3 separate regions of the Gossypium hirsutum genome follow, and regions 1 and 3 are each linked to region 2. The links are chromatin contacts, called in public Hi-C maps. All regions are on one chromosome and are shown on one strand. The core of a region is the stretch at or near the end of the contact, and the rest is flanking DNA. Distances in the headings are between cores, read along the strand shown. Region 1 holds the start of LOC107945390 (lanC-like protein GCL1). Region 2 holds the start of LOC107918118 (G-protein coupled receptor-associated protein LMBRD2B). Region 3 holds the start of LOC107945391 (40S ribosomal protein S6).

The links. Hi-C and Micro-C count contacts between places; a contact is called where the count stands out from the background.
Region 1: a contact with region 2 is called in a Hi-C map of leaf, with 1.8 times the contacts expected there. The contact joins the promoter of LOC107945390 here to the promoter of LOC107918118 in region 2. A contact is called at or near these places in 3 of 34 Hi-C or Micro-C datasets (callus and leaf).
Region 3: a contact with region 2 is called in a Hi-C map of leaf, with 2.9 times the contacts expected there. The contact joins the promoter of LOC107945391 here to the promoter of LOC107918118 in region 2. A contact is called at or near these places in 6 of 34 Hi-C or Micro-C datasets (callus, hypocotyl and leaf).

What each region holds. Positions count from the first base shown.
Region 1 is chrD12:22,074,128-22,077,932 of Gossypium_hirsutum_v2.1, forward strand. It overlaps LOC107945390 (lanC-like protein GCL1), which reads right to left and starts at 2,284. Exons shown (of 5, transcript XM_016879374.2): 1 at 1,871-2,284; 2 at 1,490-1,689; 3 at 775-886; 4 at 139-609; 5 at 1-52. The coding sequence starts at 2,029.
Region 2 is chrD12:22,226,602-22,230,349 of Gossypium_hirsutum_v2.1, forward strand. LOC107918118 (G-protein coupled receptor-associated protein LMBRD2B) reads left to right here and starts at 2,055. Exons shown (of 9, transcript XR_005922032.1): 1 at 2,055-2,458; 2 at 2,588-2,676; 3 at 3,085-3,291.
Region 3 is chrD12:22,040,904-22,044,968 of Gossypium_hirsutum_v2.1, forward strand. LOC107945391 (40S ribosomal protein S6) reads right to left here and starts at 2,272. Exons shown (of 6, transcript XM_016879375.2): 1 at 2,002-2,272; 2 at 1,840-1,904; 3 at 1,056-1,113; 4 at 849-957; 5 at 475-747; 6 at 1-380. The coding sequence starts at 2,007. The coding sequence ends at 142.

The DNA.
Region 1 (3,805 bases), core at 1,034-3,533, 150 kb before region 2:
CCTCCCCTGCTTCTATAGCGGCGTCACGGAATTCTCTATCGTTCGGATAGACCTTCACGAATGAAGCAGAAAGTATGGATTGAACTGTATTGACGATGCTAATTTATGTTTGAACCAAAGAGAGCTAGAGTTGCTAACCTGTGATGCCTTGGCTAGAGTGATTGCCATACTGGTTGCGCCATGAGACCACTGCACCAACTTGTCCCTTGGGTTCCCTTCACTTGAAGGGTAATTCCCACTATGAGGAAATCTGTTACACATCATATGCCTTAAAGTTCCTTTGACATCGCCGGCATCGCCTTCTGAAAGAGGGAAGTGTAGGAGCACGTGCAAGATTCCGGCAAGACCATTGGCTGCACCCCAGTACCTTGTGCCATGCCATCGATACATCAGCGGGCAGCCTGGCAGATCGGAAGCCCCTGTCCTACCGGCAGCTAATACGGCATCAACGATCAGCATAAGAACATCGTTGGGTACCACCTCTCCCTGTAGATGCTTGTTTAGGAACAAAGCAGCCCATAAGAATCCAGCCCGCCCATAAAGAAGATCGTATGACATTCCGAAACCGCCTTCTTCAGGCCCTACTGGAAGTGCTTTTTCTTGTGCTACCTATATATTTTGTTAATTGAAATTCTTAAGTTAGATTATATTATAATATTATCATTATTTGGCACTATCTTCCACTAGTAAGGGTTAAATTTCAGTATCTTAGAATAGAACAAAAAATTCCACAAGCAATAATGTACGAAATGTATTTGATAGAATCATTTATACCTCGATGAAGAGATTCAAGAAGAATTCAAGTCTTTGATGATCCCCCATGTAATTAGCCACCACTGCTCCAAGTGAATACACCCCTCCTCTACCACATAAAAATGTCACGTGTCTGCAAAAAGAAAAAAAACAAACATAATTTTATGTTGACATAAAAAAAACAGTATCAATACACCCTTAGCATAAATATATTTGAAATGATATACTATCAATAAATGACTTGAACCAATAACACAACAATTATTAACTGTTTGTATCCAAATTAATCAGTATCCATCCCTTAAAACATCCATTCCTCCTCCCTACTGATTATAGAAAGCGAAATTCTATATTCACAGACCATGTGTCCTTTTACCTTTTTCTTTTTTAAAGATTAAAATAAAGATGCCGTACAAAAATATATCCGTAGTTTTGTTGTATTCTAAGATTTGGTTCTCTATGATATTTTTCTACCAAAACAGATAAAAAGTGAATAGGAGAGTGTGCTGCAGCTGCTGCATTATTAGGTAAAATCACCACGGCTTCCCTTTCCTAAATAATTCAATAATTTAAAACAAAATTTTATCCAATAATTTAATAATTAATAATGTAAATTACATCTCACCAAGAATAATTATAAATTTTAATAACTATATTTACTCCTCAAATTAAGATATCAAATCATGACGAAAGAAAAATATAGATATAATCTAAATAACCACCAGAAAGAACATACCTAGGGGAGGCACGTGCGACTGAGAGGCACGTGTCAACGATCTCAGCGGACAATAGCAAGTCCTGCCGATTACCAGTCGCCTCGTAAGATCTCAAGCAAGTGAAAGCTGTCCCCAGCAGACCCGTATAAACAGTCGGGTCTATTCCCGTACCCAACCCGCCGCCGCCACTTCCTCTTCCTTTCCATGTAACCTGCACTACCTAAACCCCCCAAAAGAAAAGAAAAACTAAACTTCTCAGTCCTCCCTAGTAACTAAAACAACCTTTATAAAAACCAGTCCTCGTGTTAGCAATTTTTGTATCTTAACCATGACATGATACATAGACAGAGGTTTAAATGCAAGAACAATTTTCTGTCCTAAAAAAAAAGAAACAAGCGTACCTGGTTCTTGAGAGCCATGGCAGCTTTAAGGAAAGTATCAGCAGAGAGTGACAAGGTATTAGAAAGCGTCGGATCCATGTTAAGAAAATTATCTAACCGTTCATTTTTACCCTCTTCATGGCTTTCTTGAGATGCTGTTAACTCCATTACAGAAGACATTGATTGATGTCTGGTTTTTGGAAGGCTTTTGATACTTTTGTTCCAACTTTCTTTAGCAACCAAAGAAAAATAAATAAGAAAAGAAGGAATGGAATGAGATGCCAATGCCAAGGGTAACGCCAAAGGTGTTGTTGTGTTGGGCTGTGATTGTGTGGAATGGCGGTTCAGCACACGCAAATGGAGGTTGGTGCACGTGGCGTGTCGTTAGGATATTCCTTAGATTAAAATACTTAACCGTTGATTCCCACGTGTCTCGCGTTTTAATAAAAAGATTGACCATTATTAAGATCATAGAGACGGTAGGATAAGGTGGGGCCAGTTGTTATGATTCGGGTACAATAGAAAACGTGAGAAAATTTATGATTTTGAACCTATTCTAGTTTTAAGAAAATATCGGAGTGAATTGTTTCTGAAAAATGTTTTTAACAAAAAAACGAAAAATCTGATGACGTTAAATATATAATATAATATCTCCCATATATTAGAAGAACTATATGATATGATAAAGTATTGAACTTTTTGAACATATATTAGAATGCATTTAACGTCTTAGGTATTGCCACGATATCTTTTTTTTTAATCTTAACCTTCAATCATTTAAAAGAAAAACAAATTTAGATCTAATATTTTCATTGACAGATTTTCCAAATCTCATATGCACTTTAACTTTTAATCTAAAAACGGATCTATGGATGGAAACCTATGCCAATTTATTACTTACAAGTCATGGATTACGCACTGAATTAGATCAATTAAATTGATGTTTGTACCATAATTTTTCTTAAGAAATCCCATTGTTTTGAATATTCCTCTCTTTCACTTCCATGTGCATTCATCACGTTTGCCAATCCCACACAAGGATACACAACATATACTAGAAAATAAATTGTTAGCTTTACGTTTATAAAAGGTTCTAATTTGCCATGAGTCCACGTAAAAGTTGCAAATTTAAGGTCGCTTTGATTCATTAGTTTGATTTTCTCAAAAGCATTTTAATCGTTTTCAATTGTTTAATAAAAAAGAAGTCAACCTAAAATGTTTTTGTTAATTAATAGAAAAGGCAAGATTTGTCACACCCAAAAATAATGATTCAAAAAGGTGAGTAAGGTATGTATGTAAACTGTTCTGCCACACTATAATAGTATAATTCGCCACCTTGTTGACTCGCTAGCGAGTTAGAGCATTGGCTCATACTAGCGTTAAAGTATCCGCCCATTGGCAGTATCTAAGGATTTATTTACAGGGTATCTTTAAGCGAAGAAAGAGTATGCCTAAGGAAGAGTACACCCCAGAGTTTTGGCTGAGTATGAAAAGCCTACCAAGTGTATGAGAAAGATGTAGGAGACTTAATTGTCTTTAAGTCCACGCTATACACGAGTCACTGCCAAAGTGTAGTAGGACTGGTTTGCATGAGCACTGTTCAAATTGGTTCTCGTAACAGGATAAGTTGGGACCCTTCCCATGGCTGGTCAAACAGTAATGTGGATCTTCATCGGAAATTTTTTTTCCTACCTTCGGATTTGGTAGGGAAACCAGGGGGACAGAGAGTATATATAAGGTGAAAGGGGAGGGGGACTTTGGAGATGGTTTTTCTTTCTACTTGATGTTCTGGTTCTTCTTTCTATCCTAAATGTTCTCTTCTTCTTTGTTAAGTTAGAACTAAGATTTTTTTAATCAGTGGATGATTCAAACTTCTGGTAAGTCTTATAGCTCTGTATGTTACGATTGTTGAAGAGTAAGGATGTTAAAAGACATAAGAACAATGAGGTGTGAGAG
Region 2 (3,748 bases), core at 805-3,304:
AAAAGGTGAACTCCTTTTCCATGTTAAATAAACTCAAAATTTCAATTACAAAGAGGCTATTATTTGGAGATTAGACATTTCAATTTTATTATTCTTTTAAAAATTTAAATCAACCATTAAATCAAATATTGAGAGAATAACATAAAAGCAGTTTTTTACTTAAATATAAAATTATTTTATTATTTATCTAAATAATTATATTCAAAAGTTATTTATTATAATACATTTTTTTAAAAAAATACCTCTACATCCATGAATGTCAAATTCAGGAGATTATCAAATTATCATAAGAGTCCGAGCTTGCATGCAATGAGGAAAGTACTATAATGTGCATCCAATAGTATCTCAACTCTCTTAGATGTCGAGTTTAGGGTTGCGAAATTTAACTAGAGAATTTATTTACCCGTTGTCTCAACGAACCTATTTAATAAGTGAAAGTTGACAATCATGAGAGTCGACTTTCACTCTATAAATACTCAATTATTTCCTCTCTTTTCTTTTTTTCAACCAAAATCCTCTCAAACCCTTAAATTTTTTTTCTTTTTTTAGGAAAGAAATGGTTGATTTAAGGTTTAAAATAAAACATATAGCAAAAGATGCCGCCAATATGGTAAAATTGGCAAGTAAATTATTTTTTTTTGTAGAAATGTTTTCAAGATTTTGTGAAATTAAATATTAACAATTTTTTTTTGTAAAATTCTAAACAGTGACACGACCAAGTTGTTCATGCTCAACATAGTATAAAATTACTGAAGTCACTTGTCGTCTTGTTAGAAAAACGGATGGCGAAAACACATTCATTACAGTTTCACGTGGGGAAGTGACTATAATACTAGAGGATGTCGCTTAATCGAAGCTAGTAGCATCAACGTGGAGCACAAGTACCATCATTTGTTGGGTGTCATCCCGTTTAAGGATAAGGACAAGAAGAATTAGATGACAATTGTGTGAAATGCACATGATTTGAGAGGTTTATCAAACTATCCCCTTCACAATTTGCAACTGTGGAGGAGATGAATCAATCTATAAAAGCTTAGATGTTTTGGATGTTAAGAGGAATTTTGTTGCCAAACAAGGCTAGCAATAAGGTCCATGTATCTTCCTCACTAGAGTTTTCTTGGATGATCAATCGATTCAATTGGGTTTAGCGAATTTGATGTATTTGTATCGGGTGCTCCATAAGACAACTTGAGAATTGATTGATGAGATAAATGGTTGTTGGCTGCTTCAGCAAACATGGGCATGGATAAAGATAACATGGTTAGGGCCCATCTCTACCTAATCATGAGAGTTCCCTCTAAATAGAAGGTAAAAGTATAATTATGTACAATATCTTAAGGTGTATTCAATTATCAATATTCATAATCACCTATTGCATTAAATATTTAAACAAACTTAGGGGTTGTTTGGGTCATACACATTATTGAAAGGACTTTATTTGGATGTGATGAGAAATCAATCAACAAGTCGATGAAGAGGTATGTTGATGTATATTAATATTCATTGCAATTCATTATTACTGTTAATAAATATAATTGTTTATATATTGTATAAGGATCTCGACATTCATAGGTGTTGAGGTATTGCGATCATTTCAAAATAATTACATTGATTTTAATAGGATGTGAAAAACTTGATCGAGTAGAAAAATCTCAACAAACTCCATACCTATAAATATCGAGATAGTATTCTGAAAACCTAACTACATATATTATAAAAAATAATATAAAAAACCACGTAAAAGGATAATTTTTTTTGAACAATTATATTACAAGTTCTGATCATATATGCTAGCCCCTCCTCAACCCATAAATAAGAGAATAATGCGTTTCAACCTATTAAAACCCACGTCCTCCTGCATTAAGAATAATACCCATGCCAATTGAGCTAAAACTTACCGGCAAAAGTATAAGTTTTTTAAAAATAAAATAATAACATCAATTGGCAACAGTTTAAAAATATGAAACATCTTTGATTCTATCCCTTATCGGATTTTTAAATCTCTATCGGATCATGTCTTGTTCTCATTTTTCCTTTTCATTTATAAAGCCCAAAATTTTCCCCAATCACGAAAATCAGCCCATCTAAAGGTTAATTAAATCTCCCAAGCCTAAAGCAACGTTAGTCCCAAAACGCCTTGCCCCACACCGCACGTAATCCCGCACGAAGCGTTGAGCACAATACAAAGCAACCACCGCGATCGACCGTGATCGATAGAAAGAAGCAACCACCATGACTGGTTATGATTTCAATAGAAGAAAATCCGTGGAAGAGGAAAAGGCAAGGGGATATGTGGGTATTTTACTTGATCTCGCTGCCTTTAACCTTAGGGATGGTTATTTTCACCTTGAGGTACTTCGTTGGCCCGGATGTCCCTCGTTACGTCCTCTTCACCGTCGAATACGCTTGGTTCTGTTCTCTTTCCATTATCATCCTCGTCCCCGCGGATATCTGAACGGTAATTCTTTGTTCTTTTTAATTCCGTTCGGAAATGTACTTTATTTGTTGGATCTATCTTTCTTTCTTTTTTAATATTGTAATAAGTTAGGCTAGACAAATTAAAAATAATAATGTTAAATTAGTGCAGACGATATCGAACCCAGATAATGATATTGAAAATGGAGGAATCTCGTTTTTTTAGAGTTGGTCTTATTGGGGTACTTTTCTCCTTACATGGTACGTTTCATTCTTCATTTAATTTCGCACTAGTTTATTTGGTTTCTCTATTGATGGATGCCTTTTTTGTTGAACTAAAATTCACGGGGATATGCCATTTAGAGTATTCTAGATCAATTTTCTTTAGTGGCACAATTGATTGTAGTTCCTGTAAATGAACTTTCTTAATTCTTTCGGGATGGATATAGGTTTTCAAGTTTTTAGATTCTACTTTATAAGCTAAGGTTAAAATAATTCAAAGGTGGTGCACTGTATTCATATTGTTGTGATTTATTACAACTTTTTCATGTGGGCTTGAAATGACAATTACTGGTGGTTGTACTTATCCATTTGTTGTATTTTCATTTATGTTAAGTTGTGGGATTATTTTGTTGCGAATAGAGATGACTCTTCTATATGGTTTTGCAGATTGTGGTGCATTTCCTCATATAATTAAATTATGTTATCTTTAAGCAAGGTTGTGGTGCCCCTTATTCAGGGTTTTGAAGATGCTGGAGACTTCTCTGTGACTGAAAGATTGAAGACTAGTGTGCGTGTCAATTTAGTCTTCTATTCAGTCGTGTGTTCTATTGGCCTTGTAGGACTTATTCTCCTCATCTTGATGAATAGGAACTGGTTCGCTTGTCTTTCTTTACTTATTGTTACTTTTCTTCGTTTTATTATAGTCCTTCTGATATGTTCTTGGATGCTTCTTAAGGTTTGAATTACATTTGAAATTGTATCATGTTTTTATATCTTCTCTTAAGACTTTGGATTTCTTTTCATCCCTGTTCATATTCTATTTGCTGAAATTTCTTTTCTAGATCAGATATGTTGCATGCAGATGTTTTTGAAGTGATAGATTATATAAAGTATAGAAAAGTGGGCATTAGAAACTTTCCCTTTCTTGTCAACTGACACATTCTTATTTTCTGTTACTTGATAAGTTTATGTTGACGGGAGTGTTGGGATCCTTGGTTTAGCAATGGCTTTGTCGAATACTTTTGGGCTTGTTATAGGTGCATTTGTTCTTGGTTTTGGTTTTAGTGAAGTTCCAAAGACCCTTTGGAGAAATGCAGATTGGACCATCTGG
Region 3 (4,065 bases), core at 1,022-3,521, 190 kb before region 2:
ATAATGTCGCAAAATTTAAAGCATACCATTCATGTGATAAACAAAAAAACAACACATTGTTGACACTTAAAAATCCAACAATCAAAATTACCTCATCCTATAATAAACAACCAACCATAATACTAAACCTTGTGGCAGAATTTAAGCTGCAATGGATGGCTTAGAGGCAGCAGACAGCCTGGATCTCTTCTTGGCTAAGCTCTCGCTCCTGCGCTCACGTTGCTCCTTCAACCTCTGAGCAAGGAGCTTCTGGTACTCTGCAGCCTCAGCTTTGGCCTTTGCAACTCTCTTCTTCTTCTCTGCAATTCTGCCACGCTTCCTCTGCAATGTCAATGGAGTCACCAGCCTTTGAATTTTGGGAGCCTTGCTCACTTTCTTACCTGCATTCCGATAATTGATTTTCAAATAAGTCAAATCACAAATAAAAATTTTCTTCCCCTCACAACTTGAAACGATGATAAATATTTTGCACACCGTTTTTGGTTGTCAAGGTTCGGCGGTAAGTGTTAACATACTTCCGAACATCATCCTCCTTAGAGAGGTTGAACAACTTCCGGATTTTTGATGCTCTCTTTGGACCCCTCATTCTTGGCTTCTCAGTGTCAGTCAACCCAGGAAGATCATTTTCACCCTTCTTCACAATAACCAAGTTCAGAACTGAAAGATCTTGACTAACAAAGCACCCACGAACTGACTTCCTCCTACGCTCTCCATTTCTCCTCCCATACCCACGGAAGCAAGGAGTACCTGTTTAGAAGAAGACAACCATTCAATAAAAATCATGAATCCATAATGGAAAAACATTTCTATACAAATAAAGGGGGAATAATTTTGTAGACTCCAAAGACCTCTGTGAAGCAACAGACGAACACGACCAGGTGTGAGAACTCCTTGTTTCATAGGAAAACCTTGCTTGTCACAGCCTCCCATGATCTTAAATACGTAGCCCTTAAACTCCTGTTAAATGATAACAAGAGCAAATGGCGGTTAAGAAGGCAGATGTGCTAGCAGAAATTTGAGACAAAGATATGATAAGAAGTAGCTTAAAAACATACCTCGCCAAGGGCATCACCACTGACTTCTTGTGAGATCCTCTTGTCAAAAAAGGCTCGGCTGCAGTTCAAGGTGTCTGTAAGGAACAAATATAACACGCATTGCAAAAAGACAGCAAAAACATGCTTTTGAATACAATCACAGTCAAACCATGTATAACCACAAGTGATAGTATCAGTTATATTTCCTTTCTGTTCTCTTCACATTAGGTAATCAAAGATGGAATTTAGAGAAGAAACAGCCATTGTAGACAAAATGAAGTTTCAAAAGAAACTAAGAACAACATAATATCACTACAAATATAATGAAAACTACCATCAATGAAGTTTCAACATTACAAGCAAGAGGCAACATTCATCAAAATTGCCCTACCCTTTAACAATATCTAAATAAGCTAAAACCAAAGTTTTTAAAGAACAAGGAAAAACCCTTTAAGATTTTGATTCTTTTTGGCCACTGTTTCATTGTTGCATACAATTTATGCCTCAAATCACAAAATCCAAATTCCGTTAGAGAAAAAAAAACACTGCACATTCTAATTTGTTTCTAACTTGTTTTTTTCCGCATATTCTCTAAATACTCTACAAAATGCAATCTCACCTAGTATATCAAACCTAAACATATAATGTCCCTAACTGCAGATGGCCAAAAATAACTAAAGGGAAGTCATGTTTTTCATTTGGTTAAATTACAAGCATTGGCTTTAGCCCTGCTATTCAAATTGAAAAGCATCAACAAGAAAATCTTTAAAATGCCCCAAAAAGAATAAAAGAAAAGTAAAATTACAGTTTCTGGTCATCGTCAATTTCCAGCTTCTCCTGGCAACCAGTGGTTGGGTTTGCAATGTTGAACTGAAACACACAAACAAATTATCAACAACAAAACCATAGAAAGATTCATATATCATTTTTTTTCTTATATTAAGAAAAAAAAGAAGAAGAGAGAAACCTTCATTTTGTGTGACGGGTGTTCTTGTTGGCTACAACTCAGGGGGGGGGGAGGACTGCCGCCGGTCTACTTTTTTCTAAGGTTTAGTTATAAAGAGTTAGGGTTTTTGCAGATATTTTTATATATAGAAGAGAAATAATTTGGTGTTGTAGTGGAAACCTGTTAAGTTTGTCTGAATCGAACCAGATTCATAGACGTGGGCTTTTATGGGTCCATGTTTTAAGTTTGTGATTTGGGTTCACCTGTGAAATTGTCTTCTTTGGACCAAACTACTTACACTCTTTTATTCATGAGTTTTTATATGTCCAGAAACAATTTTCATGGGCCTTTCTTTCTTTATTTGAAAAAAATCCACTGTCTTTTTTTTTTTTAATTTTAACTTGATTTTTAAGTTGCATGCATTACCCATTGAATATATATACTTAAGTATTTTAATTATTTACTTCCAAAAAATATTTCATGGTTTAATTTGTGATTATTATAAGTAATTATTATTAAAAACAATTAAAATATAACATATTTATAATTAAAAATATTTGTACAGTATACAATATTTAAAAGATGGACATATTGTAAATTTCTATTTTTTGCTCAAAAAATTCATCGCTTTAATTTCTAAAAAATCGATACCTTTTGTACATACCACATTTTTTTTATATTTATTTTCATAGAAAAATAAATATGATATTCAACACCATGGTAAAAAGCATTCATAAGTACAACTAAATATCAAATAATAGTAAAATCGTTAAAACACCAAAAAAGGACGCTATTGCTGAGAAAGTTGTTCCTCCAAATGCCACATCTTTCCTTGCATCTCAGTAACATGTGGCTGGGACCCAAAAAGTTGCTACTGAGAGGCCTGATCCAAAGGAGTAGCGGTGATGGTCAGATGAGGCGGTGGAGTAGCAAGGCAAGCAATGGCCTGCTACAAATATTGAGTTATCTGCTTCATGGGATTCTGATGAGAAGTGCCAAAGGATAGCTGAGTTTCAGTGGCCACTAGTGGAATTGGGGTAGTAGGTGAAGTTGAGTTTGCAGATGGGACAGAGGGAGATGTGACGTTAGGGTGAAATTATTTTGCTTATGTTGAATTTGTGACACATCTGTTCTGCAAATCATGGAATTCCATGCCTTCTGATTTTTGTTATTGTACAACTGCATGTCATACATGCTTTTCATTCAGATTCTGTATTTGCATGCCATGTCACATTGCATGGGGATGGGATAATATGGTAAGGAGGAAGTTCTGGTAGTTTAATGATCTACACTATCTGGTGGTTTATCCACATTTCTGTCTTGCAGCTTGTTTACAATTATAGTGGCTCAACCACACATATCTGTTCTAACATCTTGACTACAATATAGTAGTGTGACCACATATATTTGATATGACTGTTTAACTGCAACTCTGTGTCATTGTCCACAATTAATTGTTAGTGTGTTTTTGGATGGACAAGTTCTAGGGAACTCTAATTTGGTGTGCAGCAAAGCTGGGTAAGAAGTTTTCTAAAAATTATGCATTATGTTTTTCTAAAAAATACTGCATTGGCATAAGCATGCATTTTCAGTTTTTCTCAATTGATCATTATGAAGTTTTCTATGATTGTAACACTCTTATCCCGTCTCCGTTGCCATATTAGGGTTACATAGTATTACTGAGCAAAACAGAACATTTAACTTCACAATAGAAAAACATATACAAATTAAATGTTAACATATAAAAATTGAATCTAATCATGGCAAAAATACAGGCCTTAAATCGAGCTTACGAGGCCCTAGAAACATTTTGGGAACAATCTGGGATCAAATCGAAACAAATCAAAAAATTCTGGAAAAACTTGAAGTTTTTTGGAAACAGAGGTCACACGGCCTATGGGCCACAGGCCGTTTGACATAGCCCAGAATGTGTGAACATTCGAAGTCTAGATACACATCCCAGCCCGTGTGTCTGCCCGTGCGGGTATTCAAAATAAGGTCACACGGTCGTGTCACAGGCTGTGTCCTAAACCGTGTGTATTCGATGTTGGGTCACACGGTCATGTCACAAGCCGTGTGCCAAAC